Regions from separate parts of the Mus musculus genome. Here all the other regions are linked to region 2. A link is a contact called in public Hi-C and promoter capture Hi-C data. All regions are on one chromosome and are shown on one strand. The core of a region is the stretch at or near the end of the contact, and the rest is flanking DNA. Distances in the headings are between cores, read along the strand shown.

Region 1 (4,455 bases), core at 1,774-4,273, 290 kb before region 2:
GAGGCAGTGTCTGGTGAGCTGTGGGATCCAAACAAGCCACCACTGTCACAGGTGCTTGCAGCTCACACCGCTGGATTCCTAGGCCAAGACGATTCTCTCAACAGACAATCCCCTGCAACCAAACTGGGGTCCTTGCATTCTGAATCCTGAGGCCCGGGTGATGTTTGCCACTGGCCTGAATGTAGTTTTGTTTTGTTTTAATCTTCTTTTTCCTTCTCGCTCCAGCCCACACAGACGTATTCATTTATTATATGTAAGTACACTGCAGCTGTCTTCAGACACACCAGAAGAGGGCATCTGATCTCATTACAGATGGTTGTGAGCCACCATGTGGTTGCTGAGATTTGAACTCAAGACCTCTGGAAGAGCAGTCAGTGCTCCTAACCGCTGAGCCATCTCTCCAGCTCCCTGGCCTGAATGTATTCCTTCATCAAGAGAGGCTCCAGGGGCTGAGCACTTGGGAGGCAGAGGCAGGCAGATTTCTGAGTTTGAGACCAGCGTGATCTACAGAGTGAGTTCCAGGACAGCCAGGGATACACAGAGAAACCATGTCTTGAAGAGAGAGAGAGAGAGAGAGAGACAGAGAGAGAGACAGAGAGAGAGAAGAGAGAGAGACAGAGAGAGAGAGGCAGAGAGAGAGAGAGAGAGACAGAGAGAGAGAGAGAGAGAGAGAGAGAGGCTCCAGAAGCCGATGCAGGAATGGGCTATCATCTACTGGCCTACCAGACCCCGTTCCCTTTCCTCTCTTCCTTTCTCCTCCCTACCCACCCTGTCACTTCCCCTCCCCTTTCCTCTCCTCTCTTCTCCTTACCTCCACTTCCCTTCCTGTCCTTCCCCTCCTCTCCCCTCCCTCTCCTTCTCCTCTTTTCTCCCTCTTTCCATTCCTTTCTGGTTTTTAGAGATGGATAGTCGGCCTTCAAAAGCTAATCTATATTTACCCTCACAGCCTATCTGTGGCCACTATACTGAAATGATCTTAACTCAGTACAGATAGGGAAACTGAGTTTCAGAGAGAGAGGCTATGGACTGCCCAAGGTTTCATAGAAGCCACGGCTAAATGCCTGCTTCAGGGAAAGAGCCCTTAGATTTTAACGTTGAAGGAAAGAATGATTTCCTGAAAGTTATCCTCTGACCTCCACACATACAGTGGTAGACAGGTGTACCTACACACACTCACACATGCACACACACACACAAAACATACTGATGAAAGTTTAAAGAGTAAAATATACACAACGTTGTACTGTAGAGATGGCTCAGCAGTTAAGAGTACTATCTGCTCTTCCAGAGGTCCTGAGTTCAATCCCCAGCAACCACATGATAGTTCACAACCATCTGTAATAGGATCTGATGCCTTTTTGTGGCATGCAGTTGTACATGCAGGAAGGGCACTCATACATGAAATAAATAAATAAATCATATACATATATACATATACACATACATATGTATGTATCACACAAATCATATAACTGTCCTGCTGGAAAGGGTAGGGACAGACTTGAAGAGAGTTATCCATCTGTCACCTCTTCCCGGACTCCTCCACTTCACCCTGCTTGGCCAGGATGCTCTGTGGAACAGTCTCCACCTGCCTGGTCTTGATGCTGGTGTGAGTCAGCAGAGAGAGCCATGGACTGCCCTGGCATCCTTGATCTGAGACCCAGGTCCCAGCCAATGCAGCCAAGCTACCTGGTTGAGATTCAACCAGTGAAGAGACAGAGGGCCTGGAAGATTCCTCAGGGACCATTCAGTCTGAGCCACACAGGGCCAGACCCCATAGCGTTCTATGCATAAGACCACATGGCCCATGGAGGCCTCCCAAGAGAAACCTGGGTGGGTTAGGAGGAAGACAAGAGCAAGAGGATCAGTGGCCTGTCTGGATGGATGGGGAGGGACTGGGAAGAGTGTCAATCAAGTAACGAGGACAAGCAGAAGCCACAGGTGGGCTTTCACGTAGGGCAGCCTCTGTCCAGTTCCTGCTGGCACTGAGGGCGAACACCTTTCTTCCCCAGGCCTCAGTTTCCTCATTGTACTGGCTGGTTTGTGTGTCACCTTGACACAAGCTGGAGTTATCACAGAGAAAGGAGCCTCCCTTGAGGAAATGCCTCCATGAGATCCAGCTGTAAGGCATTTTCTCAATTAGTGATCAAGGAGGAAAGGCCCATTATGGGTGGGGCCATCCCTGGACTGGTGGTCTTGGGTTCTATAAGAGAGCAAGCTGAGCAAGCCAGGGGAAGCAAGCCAGTAAGAAACATCCCTCCATGGCCTCTGCATCAGCTCCTGCTTCCTGACCTACCTGAGTTCCAGTCCTGACTTCCTTTGGTGATGAACAGCAGTGTGGAAGTGTAAGCCAAATAAACCCTTTCCTCCCCAACTTGCATCTTGGTCATGATGTTTTGTGCAGGGATACAGACCCTAAATAAGACATCCATCTACCAGGTCACTGTTCCAGGACCACTGGATCCTAGTGCGTGGGAAAATACTCCCTTCCATCCCGTGGCCTGAGACACCACTGTGGCAATGCCAGCCTGGGCTCTTGGGTGCTTGCCACACACTGGCAGGGAGACAATGGCCACCTCTGAGCTGAATGTGGGTGGTAGTATCCATGGTGAGGGGCTGCCCAAGCAGCAGTGCCAACTACCCATCCAGGGTCAGCCAGGCTGTGGCCCTGGGGACAGCTTTGTCTCCTAAGCTGGACCTGAGCCCATGACAGGCTCTGAATGGCTGGCTGTCAGCATGGCAGAGTTCACAGAGAAGGAAGGGGCTCTTGGCTGCAGAGATGCTGGCCGGAGGGAGAAGAATTGAACAGCTTTGCGGGGTCTTCAAGGCACAAACACAGACAGGGGCATCCAGCCTGGGTCACTGACTGTCAGTGTACCCTCCACCTCCTGACACATCATGGTTCTGCCTGCCGATTCCCCACCCCCACCCCTGATTCTGCCCCTCTGTAAAGACGAAGCCTAGTGTGCTCTCAGGAGGACGTGGCCCCCATTTCCAAGTTCCGGGATGTTCTAGGCAGTTGGCCAGAGCACAATGGGTCCCTCTGGCCTCCCCTGAACTGTCAAGGTCTGGATTCTGCTCCATCCGGCCACTGGCTGTGCCCACTTCCCACTCCCTACCTCTCCCCAAGACTGGCAGGAACTCAGCTAGAGCACAGAGTGGCAACCCATCCCCAGTGGAGGGTCTCAGTGTCCTCCCCAAAATATTTGCAAAACCTCTTCATAACTCATTTATAAGAGGACAGGTTAAGAGGAAGCTGTAGAGGGGCTCAGTAGTTAAGAAAACTGGCTGCTGTTGCAGAGACTGAGGTTTAGCTCCCAGAATCCACCTGGTGGCTCACAGCCATTTCTAACTCCAGTTTCAGGGGATCTGACACTGGTCTCTGGTCTCTTTGGGCACTAGGCACACAAGGAATGCACAGACTTAGGTGTAAACAAAGCGCTCATACACATAAAATAACAATGAATAAATCTTTTTTAATTAGGGGCTTAGGATGGGACTCAGTTGGTAGAGGACCACATAAACCAGGAGCGGTGGCAGAGACAGAAAGTTTAGAAATACAAGGCCATTCCATGCTACCTATGACTGTTGATGTCAGCAAAGGCTGCTGATGTCAGCAAAGGTCCTGTCTCTGAAATGAAAGAAAAGTGGGCCAAGGAGATGGCTCAGTGAGAAACTGCTGGCTGCACAAACTTGAGGAACTGAGTTCAAATCCCCAGCAGCCACCCACAGAAAACTGGCTGTGATTCCATGCATAATCCAGCACACCCGGTGGAGGGGGGTGAAGGGACAAGAGAGACAGAGACAGGCGAATCCTTAGAAGTTTACAAGCCACCTATTCTGCTGTGTGTGCAGCAGAAAATCTGAGACCCTGTCACAAGCAAGGTGAAGGGCAAGTTCAGATACCCGAGGCTGCCCTCTGACCGTCACATGGGCCAGGATATTTATGCCCCCGTGCTCATACACAAAATTGCTCTCTCTCTCTCTCTCTCTCTCTCTCTCTCTCTCTCTCTCTCTCTCTCTCTCTCACACACACACACACACATACACACACACAAATAAAAAAAAACTCTTTCTCTAAAGTATGTATTTTTCCAATTAAAGTCACTGAAATCGTCACTGAAATATCTGAGAACGTACAGGAAACAGGCTGCCGTGATTCTGACAAAACAGACCCTGCCAGGGCTGCAGTGCGAGCCTTCCTATCTGAGGAGGTCCACACATGCATGGAGCTTGTTATGGGTTGAATTGAAAATGATATCTTTTAGGAGCCAGGGAGTCCTTCCACTACATGGGTCCCAGGGATTGAACTCAGATATTCAGGACTGGTGGCAAGCTCCTTTTCCTACTGAGCCATCTCGCTGGCCCCTACTACTACTCTTTCTCTTCCTCCCCCTCTCTTCCACTTGCCCCTCTCCACCATGTCCGTCCACCATGATGCTCTGCCCCACCACG
Region 2 (4,471 bases), core at 1,874-4,373:
AAAACTGTCCAAGACCTGAGAATGGGACTAGAAGCAATAAAGACAACACAAACTGAGGGAGTCCTGGAGATGGAAGGACTCAGGAAGAGGTTTTATGTCAAAAAAAGCAAGCTAAATCTAAAAAGTTCATGGCACAAAACACCCAAGAAATCTGGGACAGGATGAAAGGACCAAATTTAAGAATAATAGGAACAGAAGGAGAAGATTTCCAACTACAAGACCCAGACGATATTTTCAACAAAATCATAGAGGAAGCCAGGAAAAGGGGATGCTGATGAGCACAGGAAGCCAGGAAAAGGGGATGCTGATGAGCACAGGAAGGAGACTGACTTCTCTAAAACGCACTTAATAGAGCAAAGTAGACTTGAGATCTATGTTCCCAAATAGTTTTTCTGCCTCCCAAGCTGAAAGAAACTGAGCCCTCCAAGCCTACCTGGCTCTGGGGTTCAGAAAAGCAGCAAAAATAAAACCAGGCTCCTTAAAGGAGATGCTGGAAAACAGGCCTTGAGTGACAGTCAAGTTTTACAAAATCCTTGAAGATGCCGGGAATTCTGAACAATATACCCATCCCTTTAAGGTTTGCATTAATGTTTATGAAGCACTTGGCCAGAACCCCTTGCTTCCCCGAGGCTCTCTCTGGAAGGTGAAAAGTGTGTGATTTTTCCTTCATAAGATTTTTTCCCCATCTTGAACCCAGAGGAGCTACTTGTATTAAAATGAAACATTTAGTAACAAACATGTTGAGTGTGGGAGTGTTGGCCCGGAAGTCTGGCTCCCAGGATCCCAGCCCAACCGCCCTACACCAAGGTTTCTCAAGGCCGAACTGAAAGACGTGTCCCAGATGGGCTTCTGCGTCCCCTTGCTAACTTAAAAAAAAAAAACCAAGGCCCTGTAAAAATCTAGTTTCGAGGGTAGCTTTTCTGATAAGACAAACCTCTCTACCTGCTTGAAACCGTGTTCCTCAGACCTGTCCCCCCACCCCCCAAAAAACCAGGGGCTTGGAAAGAATCAAGAAGAAAAAGAGAGATGAGAAACTTGACGAGGAAGCTAATCTAGGTGCAGAATAGACTCTGTGTCTAGACTTTTGCTACATCTTATTCCAATGTTGAGACAGGCTCTCACATAGTCCTGGCTAGCCTCAAACCGTCCATGCAGCTAAGCCTTGAACTTAAATCCTCCTGCCTCTACCTCCACAGTGCAGGAGAATCTCAAAATGCAGGAGAATGCTACCTTGACCAGTTTATCCCACACTCAACCCAGGGCCTTATGCACATTGGAAGAGACTTACAGAGCTACAGGCCCAGTTCTCCACAACTTTCTTTTTGACCCTTCTGCAAAGACTCACTGTATTAACACTGATCCTAGACTCTGTCAACATGACTGTTTCTTTCACATATACGGCACAGAATATAAAAGGCACAAGGGACAGGACCTTGAGTTCATTACCACATGAGGATTATTGCATCTAGTTCAAACAGACAAAACAACTATGCAACAATGAAGGACACGTGGACCCTGAATGACATGAGAAGGCTTCTGGAAGGTTCTTTGTTTTTGTGTTTTGCAGTGTAGAGGTTGGACGCCTTGGGCTTGTACTTGCTAGACTGGTGCTTTCCCACTGAACCATATTCCTAGTCTAATTTTTTTTTTCCTCTTCCTTTTTTTAGTTCTATAATGGTCCTGTACATATGCTTTTAAAGCAGGTTTAGTGTCACATACCAAGATGTTTTCTAATACAACTATATATCTTGGATTAACTTGGAGACTGGGGTCGGGGTGAGGCCGGGGGTACAGGTAGGGAGGTGGTTAGGGACGAACACGATTGGCACAGAACTGACCCTTGTTTCAATGCTGGGTAGTGGGTGTCTCGAAGCTCCTTCTAACATCTCACCTAACTTGGTGTGTATGTTAAATCACCATACTAAAAGGTTTAAAGAACAAAGTATGGGTGGCACATGCCTGTAATCCTACCACTGGGGAGACGGGTCAGAAGGATAAGGAGTTTAAGGTCAGCCTTGTCTACATGGCAAGGCCAGCCTGGGCTTCATGACTCCCTATCTCAAAAATACAAACACTGGCAACTTAGTCTAGTTAGTAATGTCCTCCCTAGCACGCATGAAGTTCTGGATTCAATCCCAGCACTACACGAACAAAGTATGGTGACACAGCGCCCTCCTCCTCTGTAATTCCAGGATTTGAGAAGTTGAGGAGAGAAAGGATCAGGAGTTCAAGGTCATTCTTAGCTACAGAGTGAGTTCAAGGCCAGTCTGGGGTATATGATATAATGTGTGTGTGTGTGTGTGGTGGGGGGAATAAAATGGTCAATTCTCATTTACAAATAAAAAACGAAGGCTGATGTCCTCCAACCTACACTATAAACTTTGCATGCTGGAGGGACAGGGAGAGTTGGCGACCCTCAATCCACGTGTCCAGCCCTAACACCCTATTTGTAACCCAAGTCCCTGAGAGTGGTCCAGCTTGCATTCCCACGGTCCCCAAGCGTCCAGGGCTCTGCAAATCTATCGCGCCCCTGGGAGGTCACGGGAGTAACCCCAACTGCATTGCTTGAGGTCCCTATTGGAAGGGAGGGGCGCCGGGTGGCAGGGTCGCGGGTCCGTGGAGAACAAAGGGGGCGGGGCCCGCGCGCCACCTGGACCAGGTGTGTGTGGGCGGGGCCGCGCGTCACCTTAAGGATGTTGTCGAAGATGGTGTCGCGGAACTCCAGCAGCGCCTTCTGGTCGAACTCCCGGCCGTGGATGATGCGCATCTGCTTGAGGAAGGTGGACTTGCCGCTCTCGCCGGCGCCCAGCAGCAGGATCTTGACCAGCCGCCGCACCGCGCGCCGCTCGCGGGCCAGCAGCGCGTCGATGTCGCGGCTGCGCCGTCGGGCCTCGCGCTCCGCGTCGCGCGCCGCGCCCGCCCTGCGCTCGCGGGCTCCGGCCTCGGCCGGCAGCAAGCAGCGGCTAAGGGTCCGCACCACCCCGGACATGGCCGCCCTCAGGCCGCGGCCGCGCCCCGCTGGGGCCCGCGCGCCATGGACGCCCCTCAGCCGGCGCGGCCCTGCCGGGCCAGGCGCCGCCCCGCCCGCCGCTCCCTCAGGCTGCGTCCGCCGCCGCCGCCCCGAGGCCCTCACTCGCCGGGCCGGCTGAGGGGCGGAGGGGAAGGCGCGGAGGGCGGGGCGGCGCCGCGCAGAAACTCTTTTATTGGTTGGGAAGTCTTCTATCTTGGGCAGCGCGCTTTTTTACTGGACAAGCGTGCCTTGGAGGAGGCGGGCACTCCTGTGGTCCTTGGGGCGGAGCCGGTGCCGAAAAAGGCGGGATCTTTTCGATGAGGGAGCTTCTTATTGGACTGCTGAGCAAACTTCTTTCTTTCAGAATGAAAGGGAGGTGGGGCCATTGAGGAGGAGGAGCTGAAGCCCTTCGCAACCAATTAGAAGTGCTCTGATCGTTTGTCAGTCACAATAACTACGCTTGGGATTGGAAGTTGTGGGAAATGGGGCGAGGCCAAAAGTGCCAGGTGTACAGAGTGACTCTCTGCCTTGATTCCCAGGTTGGTCCGGCTGTGAGCCCAAGATGTGGCTGCAAAGTTGGGAAATAGCGATGAGGTCCTCCTGCTCTTAAGTTTAGGGAGAAAGCTCAGTCGTTTTCCTTCCAAAAACATTGAAGCAGGGTGGGTCATCATTTTCAAACAAAAGCTGCTTTGAGTGTTACATGGGCCCCAAATAAGGAGAAAACAAACAAACAAAATTATTGTATGGGTCTCCCTAGGCACTTTCTTAAAATATGATTAAGGGGAGATGGTTCAGTGGGAAAGAACTGTGAAAGTGTGAGGACATGAGTTCAAATTTCCAGTTGTGCCTGTAACCCCACCTCTCAAAACCCAAGATAAGACCAATTCCAGTAACTTGCTGTGCAGCTATCCTAGCCCCAATGATAAGCTTAAGGTTCAGTGAGAGAAGCTGTTTGAAACGTTACAGAGGGGAGGCAGTTGAGCGACTTCTTGGCCTTTGTATGTATGTGCACTGGCGCGCGCACACACACACACACACACACACACACTTGCACACACATGCACGAGCGCGCACACACACATCTGTGTTTGTCATAATCACTCAGGCAGTTTGATGTGGAATAGTGGTCTGAAGTGTGGTGTCTGAAGGGTGTTGGTGCTGCATGGAGAATCATTACAGAAGCAAGAGAATTGAGATGAGTTTGAAGCCAGCCAGGGCTACATAGTAACTCTCTCACCATCTTGGCTAGAGATGATGTTGCAAGAGGAGGTCAAGCTTGTGTGATATAATCCCAGTATTGAGAGAGCCCGAGACAGGAAAATATGGAATTTGAGGCCAGCCTGGACTAAAGCTTGACTCTGTCTCAAAATGTTTTTTTTCAATATGTGTACCTGTTCCATATCCCACTTTCTATTACAAACAGAAGACAACCTTTGGTGTTGGCCCTTGCCTTCCACCTTG
Region 3 (4,435 bases), core at 1,483-3,982, 270 kb before region 2:
TCCTTTCTTAGAGCAGTAAGTCAGAGAGAGTTTGAGGAAGTCCTAGGTCCTGTCCTGGTACATGCACCTGCACTCATAAGGAAACTATCCGTGAGCCTCTGTGGCTGCCTGGCCTGACCCAGGGAGCACCTGGGCGGTGGTTGGAAGGCTTGGCTCTTCCAGGGCAGGAGAGCTTTTCTCCCTGGTCACCTGGGGGGAGGATTTGTGGAAGTAGAGCTGGGAAGCTGAAGGCTGAGCCCAGTTCCTGTCAGTGGTCCTCAGGGTCCTCCCTCCCTTTCTCCCACTGCCCTGTGCCTGTCTGTACACACACACACACACACACACACACACACACACACACACACACACACACACGCACGCACGCACGCACGCACACATAGAAGACTACAGGGACAGGAGCACGTCTCCCATCCAGGTGGGACCAGAGGAAACAGGAAGGACTCCAATGGGAAGCAGGGGGAGGAGGAAGCTTCCAGGAAGCGCTCGGTGCTTCTGAAATGATGTCTTAGACAGGACCAGACTGAACCCTGTGCCAAAAGGGACTGAAAGCCCCACCACAGTCTCCTGTCCACCGTGTTTCACCCCATGATAGGGTCATGTGAGTGTCAGAGAGTGAGTGAGTACCCTTTGAAATAGAGCCTCAGACTCCAGCCAGGGTCTTGGGGACAAGGGGAGGGACTGCCCAGCGCCTGGGGCATTGGTCTCAGGAAGCCCCTTTTCCTGGCAGGCACATCTGTGGCTGTCACAGCCCCACAGAACAGCCCCACCTCCACAGCAGCCAAGACTGTAACCTGCTCATATTTTATTGAAGGTAAAGCTCGGGGTTCACACAGAGCCTCAGCTTCCCAGCATCTATAACGTGTGTAGTGTGTGTCCCGTGGCTCCAGGTAGAAGGGGATGCAGGATGGTCAAGGCTGGCTCTTGTAGGCTGTGGTCCAGTCTGCTCAGTAGCCCCCATCGCTGCAAGAATCCAAGGTTCTGGTTTTAGCTCTGCTTGCTCTAACCAGATGTGGACAACTGGGGGGTGAGGGAGGGAAACAGCTGTGCAAGGCCAGAAGAAGGTGACATACGTTAGCCAACCAGGGACCAGGCAGATAGGAATCCCGAATGGTGTGTGAGGACATGGCGGGCACCTTACCCTCAGCTCAGGCTCCACTTGGCCAATTCCACCTGGGTTAGTGTGTGAGGACATGGCGGGCACCTTACCCCCAGCTCAGGCTCCGCTTGGCCAGCTCCACCTGGGCCAGCCGATGCTCACTGAGCACTCGCACTCTGGTGATGGTGGCCAGCGGTCGGTGCCGATGTGGGAACTGGAGCACCTTTTGTTCCTGGGCATAAATGTGGAAGTGTTCTGCGTCTGCACTCACCTCCATCTGAGGGGAAGGGAAAGTGTGTGTGTGTGGGGGGTGTCTCTGGGCCCCAACCACAGAAGCCTTCTTGGCTGTCAGCAATCTCTCCAGGCTCCACCCAACAGCAGCCAAGTGTGAGCCAGGACTATTCATTCAGCTTGGCTCCTCTTTGTCTCTCTGTCTCTGTCTCTCCCTCTCTCCCTCTCTTCTCTCTCTTCTCCACGTGTTCTCAGCCAGCCTCTACCTTTCTTCCTCTTTCTGTCTTCTCTCCTCTGTCTTTCTGTCCTTCTCTGCCCCCTTTTCTCTGCCACTATCCCCTTTCCACGTTGCCTTCCTTTCCCTCCAATAAACTTCATTTTGTACTAGGCCTGTTGCACGGTGCTGATTCCTCGGGGGGGGGGGGGGGGACGGGGACGACGACACATTGGCCTGGCCCACCAAGGTGCTCATTGGCCTGGCCCACCAAGGTGCTCCCTCCTGCCGCATTTTATAAAACACAACCCTGGCTACTTGGCAAAGCATGGTGTGGACCACCTGGTCCTGAGTTCCTAGCTGGGGATCCCTCTTTTCACCAAGAGAAGGTGGTTAGTAGCCAGAGAGAGAGAGACACCCTGTGAACAAACTCCGTGAAAGGAGGCCACTCGGCCCAGCAGGGTGCACCAGCCCATGCATTTATCCTCCGCAGTCCCTGTCTTCACGGGTCCTAGGTGTCCCACCCCACCTCTCCTTCCTCCCACAGACCCCATCACCTCAAAGGGCTCTCCCAGAGTCAGTGGGAATATGCTGGACACCTCCTCCTGCCCCCACCGTCCTCCCTGGAAAGCATTGCCCACCACCGTGGCGCTGGAGAATCGAGGTTTGACGTGGAAGGCGATGTCTCCGGCGTCTGTTAAGAAGTTGATCTCGAACCTATGGGTGGAGAGTGTGATTAGGGTCAGGAGTGTGGCTGGAGGGTCCCGACCCCAGCGAGGGAGGCTCTTACTTCTCTTCTCCAGCATCTGCATGTCCCTGGACAGTCAGGCTCCAGCCAGGGGCCAGACCCCCTGCACAGAAGGCTTCGAACTGAAGGCAAAACACAGGGGACAGAGCCCCAGAGGGCTGCAACCTCCTTCCTCCCCATCAAGTGTGCTGTTTATTCAGGGACACCGGCTCCCACCAAGCCCAAGCCTCTACTTCCATGTTGCTCTGGGTGTGGTGGTCCAACCTTACCCCCACAGCCTCTCTGCTTGGGGGCTGAGGAGAAGCTATAAACATTCCCAGCTCTATAGTGGAGTAGGTGGCCCCACCAGGCGCCCACCCCCCCACTCCACTTCCTTCTCCAGCATTTGCAACCTCCCTGGGCTGTGGATCTTACCCACCTGCAGTGTCATTGCCCTCAGCCACTGGGTGTGGGGATGAGGCAGCTGGAGATATAGCAGAGCCCGCTGGGGCGGGGCATGGGGGCCCCACCTCTAGGGGCCTTGTCTGGGTCACATGGACCTCTGTGCCCCATTTTTCCTCCCCCCTCAGGCTAACCCTGCTGGAGAGGGGGCTGGGTACATGGCTTAGTGGCAGCGCTCTTGCCCTGGGTTCATCAGTGAATACACTGGTCCTTTCAACATACTTCCCCAGGTCTACCTAGCTCTGCCACCAGCACTATTCAGGGTCTTGTGCACATCTGGGGATACATCACCCATCTTTGTAGGGAGGGTGTAACCAGGGCCCCCCCCAACTCCCATACTCCAGAGCCTCACACTGACCCCATCGGTCTCAAAGAGTGAAGAAAGTGTGTCCTCCTATAGAACCCTGGCTGACCTTATGACCTCAGTCTGACCATCCATCAACTGTCTACCATACTGGGAATGTGTCCCTGATCCAGTCCCCTTCCATCCCAGGGCTGCCCCGCTGCAGTGGCTCAGTGGCCTCAAGGGGATGAATGGGGATTAGGCCTGGCTCTGCTCAGCACATTCCAGTGTCCAGTCTACAGATGGGGAGGGCCTTTCCCACACCCCCACGCCTCTCCTGGCCGGCTGCCTCTTGGGCTGAGCCAATGAGAAGGATCCACTGGGGCCCTCGAGGCCACCTCAAGGATGGAGGAGAGAAGCCCAAGTCTGTGGGGGCGGTTATGGGGGCCTCTGGGACTCTCTGAAGGGGGAAGTTGGGTCACAGTGTAGCTGTGGTGGGGGCCCAGAGCCTTGGGGGTAAAGCCTGCAGATGAGTGTGTAACAAGCACGTGTCTCCTTTTCTCCTGTCCCCGTGGGTCCCCTCTGCCACCGTTCTTCTCTCCAGGCCCTGGCAGGGCTGAGCCTCTGGCCTGCTTTGCCTCTTCCCAGATACCGCTGCACGGATGGACACAGTCTGGCAGGGAGCTATGGGTACCAAGGTCAAGCAGGACACAGAGATGGCTCACTAGCATGGCAGGGTTGGCTGAGCCTGCAGGGGGCAGCCCAGAGCAACAGAGATTCCCTGGGGTGAGCCTGCTGGACCTGCCTGGCTGGGTGCAGAGTCTGCAGACCCCACATGCTCACCTTCCTGGAGGGCCATGGGGAAGAAGTACCATCAGTAAGTGCTTGCTGCGCAAGTAGGGGGATCTGAGTTTGATGCCCAGCACTTGTGCAAGGCACAGAACACAGTGGTCTGTGCTGGGGTCTCCAGCCAGCCAGTCAGGAGACCCTGGCAAGTCCCAGGTCCCTGTGACAGTCTCTCAAAACCACACACACTAAAGCCCTGGGCCGCAGGGCCCACTAGGAGACTGCAGGCCGGCTTCATGGCTTTCCCCTTCTCCTTTCCCCTATGTAGGGATGCTGCTGGGACGAGATGTCCATCTTCAAATTCTCTGGATGTGCAATACAGTGCTGGTTGGTACCAGAACTCAGGGCTGGGGTCAAAGCCCACAAGTCAGGAGTGTGGACAGGTTCTAACCCCCTGGCTACCTTGAGCCAGTGGCCTTCTGTGCTTCACAGCCACGTGCTGGAGTTGCTAATGCTGACCTCTGTCACCTCCTCCCCTTAGTGCTCCCCCCCCCCCACACACACACACCCAGTGCCTGTCTCCTTGATGAAGGAAGGTAAACAAGACAGATGTGGCTGAGCAGGGGAACTGGGTCA
Region 4 (4,965 bases), core at 1,576-4,075, 440 kb before region 2:
GTCCCATTTGAGAATCAAACATAGGACACCCAAGCAGGTCCCTTTGCTGGCTGAGCCATGGCACCAGCCTTCCATCAGTCAAAGACAGCAAGTGTGCAAATCCTAGAAGCCAGCAATTCCACTCCTAGGATATCTTCTTGTGATGAACGCGACATAAGACCCCAAAGATGTCTGCATCCTAGTCCCAGAAAAGGTGATGTTCTTACTTTCACTCAGCAAAAGGAATTAGAATTACAGTGAAATTCGAGGCTGTTCTGAAGTGAACATAAGAACACAAATCTTCATTTTCTGGGTGCCTCCCCTATTCACAGGGGTCCTTAAAAGTGGAAGCAGACAAAAAAGAGCCAGGCAACTTGAAAGAGACATGGAAACCGTCAGCCTAGGGTTGCTGGCTTAGGTAGATGCTATCTACCGTCTGAACAGGGAGGCCAGCCTGTGAATGCTCCATCACGGACTATGGAGGCTGTGACACTTTGTTTTCGGCAAGTGTAACTTGCTCTGGACCACTGACCTCTGCTCACACAAGGTGCAGCCATGTGTGATAGCATGTACCTACAATCTCAGCATCCAGAAGACAAGATACGGAGAACAGGAGGACTATGGGTTTGAGGCCAACCTGAGTTACATAGCAGACACTGTCTCAAAAATAAACAAATAAGGCTGATTGTGGTGGCACATGCCTTTAATCCCTGCAGTCAGGAGACAGAGGCTGACCTCTATGAGCTCAAGACCAGGCAGGTCAGCACACTAAGTTCAGTTCTCCTGAGGACCAATCTCCTGCAGCGTATACACGGTTCACCTTTCGAATAATGGATCTGTGTGCTGAAAACCACAATGAGCCCATTTTCCTCCCAGCAGTTCCAAACCGCTACAAACACAAACACTACTTTACGCATGACTACTACCGGCAGCTCTGAAGGGGTAGCCAAAGTGGAAATCTGCTATGTACCCATAAGTCACACTAGTTAATCCTTTGAGATGTCAAAAATCAGCCAACTGTGAAGGTGGAGGCTACTAGGCAAAAGGTGAGGAGGAAGAGGAGGAGGAGGAAGAGGAAGAGGAGGAGGAAGAGGATGAGGAAGAGGAAGAGGAAGTGAAGTGAAAATCAACCTGTGAAAGTTCGCTGCCTGAGCTCTTTACCTCTGAAAGCAAAGCCATCCTCGGGACCAGGTGAGAGGGCTCAGTGGCTACCTGCATTCACACACACAAGCCCACCCACCTCAAGCTCCATCCCTAGAACTCAAGGAACAGTGGAAGAGAGAAGTGACTCCACAAAGCTGTCCTCTGACTGCCATCCCTGTGCCATGCCACACTGTTCTCAAGAACATCACACACACAAGAATACGTTTTCCCAAGAGTGATTCCCAAAGGTGTTTTGACTCTAGTCCATCCAGCCAAAGGCTCCACCAAGACACACTCCAACTAAGTTTCTTGCAGAAGGAAGAAAATCTCCTTCGCCACATCACCAGCTTGGTGCCAAGTTTCATACATACAGAAGGAAGTGACAGGTTGAAAAACCCATTTTCCTACTTACGTGGCTACTGGGATGGCCTGTCAATCGTGAAGGACTACATGGCTGTGACTAACACACAAGTCACACCACTGCCCAAGATCTGTCAAAAATCTAGACGAAATCCTTCCTAACGTCAGCCATTAGCTGAGTTCTCTAGGAAGTAATATGGAAGATCCCAAATTTGCCAAGAGAGCTCTAACCCATCACCACTGCTACAAGCCACAAGGAATTGCTTTATGAGTCAGGCAGGGGCTCAGAGCACAGGCTCCAGAGCTCTTGCAGAGGACAGGAGTCTGGGTCCCAGCAGCTCTACTGAGTGGCTAACAGGCAGGTGAAACTTTGGCCTCTCGGGAATCTAACACATCTGTCCTCCAAGGGCGCGCGCGCACACACACACACACACACACACACACACACACACACACATACATATACACAGTTAGAAATATTTTTTTAAAAAAGCATTCTTAAAAGGCATAAGTAGCTCTGGATCAGTCTCCCTTTCTCAAGGCGCCCAGGTATAGGGACTTAAGTGGTGGCTCAAACATACAACCTCAAAAATACAATGTTTTACCCAACAAGACCCAAAGACTGTTGACCAACTCCGAGGGGAGTTTCACCTTCTCTCCATTCTTCAGAGGCGTTCATTGACATCCTCCTCCCTCCCCTGGGGTTAAAAGTACTACCCTAAACCCTTCGTCCCAAGAGAAGAACCTGTCTTTCCACCAATGCTCTAGATGGCCATACTCAGCGACACTTGGCCAGACCTGGCTGGCACACACCAGGCCCAGCTCCACCCTTGCGCCTCTGGCCACATGGATGCGTCCCCACAGTCCACAAAGCCGGGGACCCCAGGAAAAAGAGTCTGATACCAAAGACACATCCCTTTCCCTGGACATGGTCACACATGAATATAAACCACTCTCTAGACCACGTCTCCAAAGTGGGGTCAGAAAAGACCCAGGTGCAACTCCACACGGCCGCTCGCTAACGGAGGGCTGAAGAGCAGCGTCCCAGGGAGCAGCGGGAAGAGGCTGGCCCCAAGAATGTCCACCCCCCCACCCCGGCCAGGCGAGGTGTGGCACTGACAGGTGGTCCCCGAGTGTGAAGCACTTGGCTCTCCGCACAGGGCCATCGGGCCGCGTGCCCTACCTGTCGCCGGCGGATCCGCCTCCTCGTCAGCCTCCGCCTCAGCAGCTGCAGCGACTGCCGGCGAGGGCAGCGGGTCCATCGCGCGGCCAGTCATGTGAGCCCGCTCGCCCACGTGACTTCCTCCCGCGCCCGCCCGGCCAGCCCCGCCCACGCCAGCTCTTGTCCGGCGTGGCCACGCCCATGCCAACCTCGCCACGCCCCTCCGCTCACCCCAAGCAGTAAGACCACGCCCCTACCCACGAGCCACGCCCCAACCACGTGGCCGCGGCCGGGGCAGCGTTCAGCAGCTCTGGTCCAAGACTGAGTGCTAGCGCGAGTACCGCCCCAGCTGCTTAGTGCCACCTCCCTCCAGTGCGCACCCACCTCCCCGCTCTTAGCCAGCAGCTGTTACTCATCTTCTTGCCCACCCTCTGACCCACGCTGCCATTCATTTTTGCATTCGCTTGCCCACTCACACATGCTCTGTGAATTCCGGGGCAGCCCCTGTGAAAGGTGCTACGGACATTAGAACAGTGTTCTAGTACCTTCTGGGATTTGGAGCGTGAAACATGGCTAGAGAGTAGGTCTTCTGACTATAATAGGTCTCTGAAGATTACTGATGAGGAACAACATTCCATAATTGTTTGCAGATAACCAGGCCATTCTCCTTTCTGTTGGGGATTGAGCCCATAGGCTCCCACATGCTGAGCTGGCCCTCTACCACTGTGCTATGTATCACCAGCCCTTTATTATTTATTTGTATATTGTTGGAGATAGGGTCTCAATATATAACCCTGGCTGTCCTGGAACTCACTATGGCTAGCCTCAAACTCAAAGATCTGCCTGCCTCTCTCTCCTGAGTGCTGGGATTGAAGATGCACACCAGGACGTTGAGCTTTATGTATTTATTTTGACTCGGGGTCTAGTTAGCCAGGCTAGCCTTGAACTCACTCTGTAGCTAAGGCAGAACATCCTCCTGCCTCAGCCTCCCTAGGAGCTAAGTTGAACATACATACCTCCAGGCCTGGCCCTCTGACTGACAGAGGGAAGCAAGGATGTAAGAGCACACAGGAGCAGTGTCTGACCCGGGGCTGAATATGAGGACTGAGTCTAGAACTGCAGGAGGAGGAAGAGGAGGAGGAGGAGGAGGAAGAAGAAGAGGAGGAGGAAGAGAGAGAAGAAGAAGAAGAAGAAGAAGAAGAAGAAGAAGAAGAAGAAGAAGGAGGAGGAGGAGGAGGAGGAGGAGGAGGAGGAGGAGGAAGAGGAGGAGGAGGAGAACAAGAAGAAGAAGAAGAAGAAGAAGAAGAAGAAGAAGAAGAAGAAGAAGAAGAAAGGAAAAAGAAAGAAGGAGAAAAAGAAAAAAGAAAGGCAACCTAAACTGCATATAGATACATTATCTCAAGTAAAGGAAAAGCAAAAAAATATCTGGGAGAAGAAGAGGGTTATTAATAAGACTCCATCAGAACAGTTGGGTGTGGTGGCGCACACCTTTAATCCCAGCACTCGGGAGGCAGAGGCAGGTGGATTTCTGAGTTTGAGGCCAGCCTGGTCTACAAAGTGAGTTCCAGGACAGCCAGGGCTACAGAGAAACCCTGTCTCGACTCCATCAGGGAAGGCCTTTCTTATTTCACAGTAAAGACCTCGCCTCTCCAGATATTGATGTCTAATGATTTCCATGGAGTGGACTGAAGGCTCCAAGGTTGGAGCCCTAGGATGCCTCTCAGTCTCCCTGCTGGTGCCTCTAAAGTTTTTAAAGCCCTAAGCTTGGCTGTAGCTGCGTCTAGTTCCCTTTATTTTCCAGGACTACAATCTATTGTGTAGAAGTGTAACAGAGCCCCAGATCTTAGCTCCATCATGGAAGGAGTATCCAGGCTATAAAACTCAGCACAAAACACCACCTGCCAAAAATGAAGACCTGATCCATCAAAGCCCATAGTTCTGGGAAAGTGCTAAGCTTGCTTTTCAGCTTCTGTAGTTCTGCTTCTGGCTAACTGTCCTTGTTAACCGAAATATGTCAACCCAGACATATTTGGTTTTCATGCTTAAAAGCTCACCCTAAGAGAGGTTCAGTGTGACACTGGGATCCCGTCAGTGTAATCCCCAGTGGGCTAATACTTTCTATTGGCTTAAGCCTAAGCCAGAGCAGTCTTCTCTGGCAAACACCCCACAGCAAAAGTGGTTCAAAAGTTTGGGTAGAGCTGGGTGTGATGGCGAACGCCTTTAATCCCAGCACTCAGGAGGCAGAGGCAGGCGGATTTCTGAGTTTGAGACCAGCCTGGTCTACAAAGTGAGTTCCAGGACAGCCAGGTCTATACAGAGAA

The links. Promoter capture Hi-C pulls out the DNA fragments that hold promoters and counts their contacts. A called contact is a pair of places that touch in the nucleus more often than the background predicts. Capture Hi-C pulls out chosen DNA fragments and counts their contacts.
Region 1: a contact with region 2 is called in a Hi-C map of cortical neurons, with 2.2 times the contacts expected there. The contact joins the enhancer-like site here to the promoter of Gna12 in region 2. A contact is called at or near these places in 3 of 39 promoter capture datasets (the 3T3-L1 cell line, the C10 cell line and hippocampal neurons), 1 of 15 datasets of contacts at CTCF or cohesin (pro-B cells), 9 of 484 Hi-C or Micro-C datasets (the Ba/F3 cell line, the N1E-115 cell line, cardiomyocytes and 6 more), 1 of 115 datasets of contacts at active chromatin or transcription factors (stem cell-derived neural progenitor cells) and 3 of 9 other capture datasets (adipose tissue, liver and pancreatic islet).
Region 3: a contact with region 2 is called in a promoter capture Hi-C map of liver, with 2.2 times the contacts expected there. The contact joins the promoter of Grifin here to the promoter of Gna12 in region 2. A contact is called at or near these places in 2 of 39 promoter capture datasets (hippocampal neurons and liver) and 2 of 9 other capture datasets (liver and pancreatic islet).
Region 4: a contact with region 2 is called in a promoter capture Hi-C map of liver. The contact joins the promoter of Snx8 here to the promoter of Gna12 in region 2. A contact is called at or near these places in 1 of 484 Hi-C or Micro-C datasets (natural killer cells) and 1 of 9 other capture datasets (liver).

What each region holds. Positions count from the first base shown.
Region 1 is chr5:140,540,393-140,544,847 of GRCm38.p6, forward strand. The region is part of intron 2 of Gm42808 (a long non-coding RNA gene); the gene reads right to left. Among named protein-coding and RNA genes, the nearest start is that of Gm42808, 7.1 kb to the right of the region's middle. Within about 2 kb of position 3,024, at least 36 of the 459 cell types and tissues checked have an H3K27ac peak or open chromatin away from gene starts, as enhancers often do. A contact at or near this core is called in cortical neurons, forebrain and stem cell-derived neural progenitor cells, where this site is marked.
Region 2 is chr5:140,827,308-140,831,778 of GRCm38.p6, forward strand. Gna12 (guanine nucleotide binding protein, alpha 12) reads right to left here and starts at 3,124. Exons shown (of 4, transcript NM_010302.2): 1 at 2,687-3,124. The coding sequence starts at 2,989.
Region 3 is chr5:140,562,335-140,566,769 of GRCm38.p6, forward strand. Grifin (galectin-related inter-fiber protein) reads right to left here and starts at 2,733. Exons shown (of 5, transcript NM_030022.1): 1 at 2,708-2,733; 2 at 2,332-2,411; 3 at 2,099-2,258; 4 at 1,207-1,373; 5 at 855-960. The coding sequence starts at 2,719. The coding sequence ends at 945. It also overlaps Gm52800.
Region 4 is chr5:140,386,483-140,391,447 of GRCm38.p6, forward strand. Snx8 (sorting nexin 8) reads right to left here and starts at 2,826. Exons shown (of 11, transcript NM_172277.3): 1 at 2,666-2,826. The coding sequence starts at 2,759.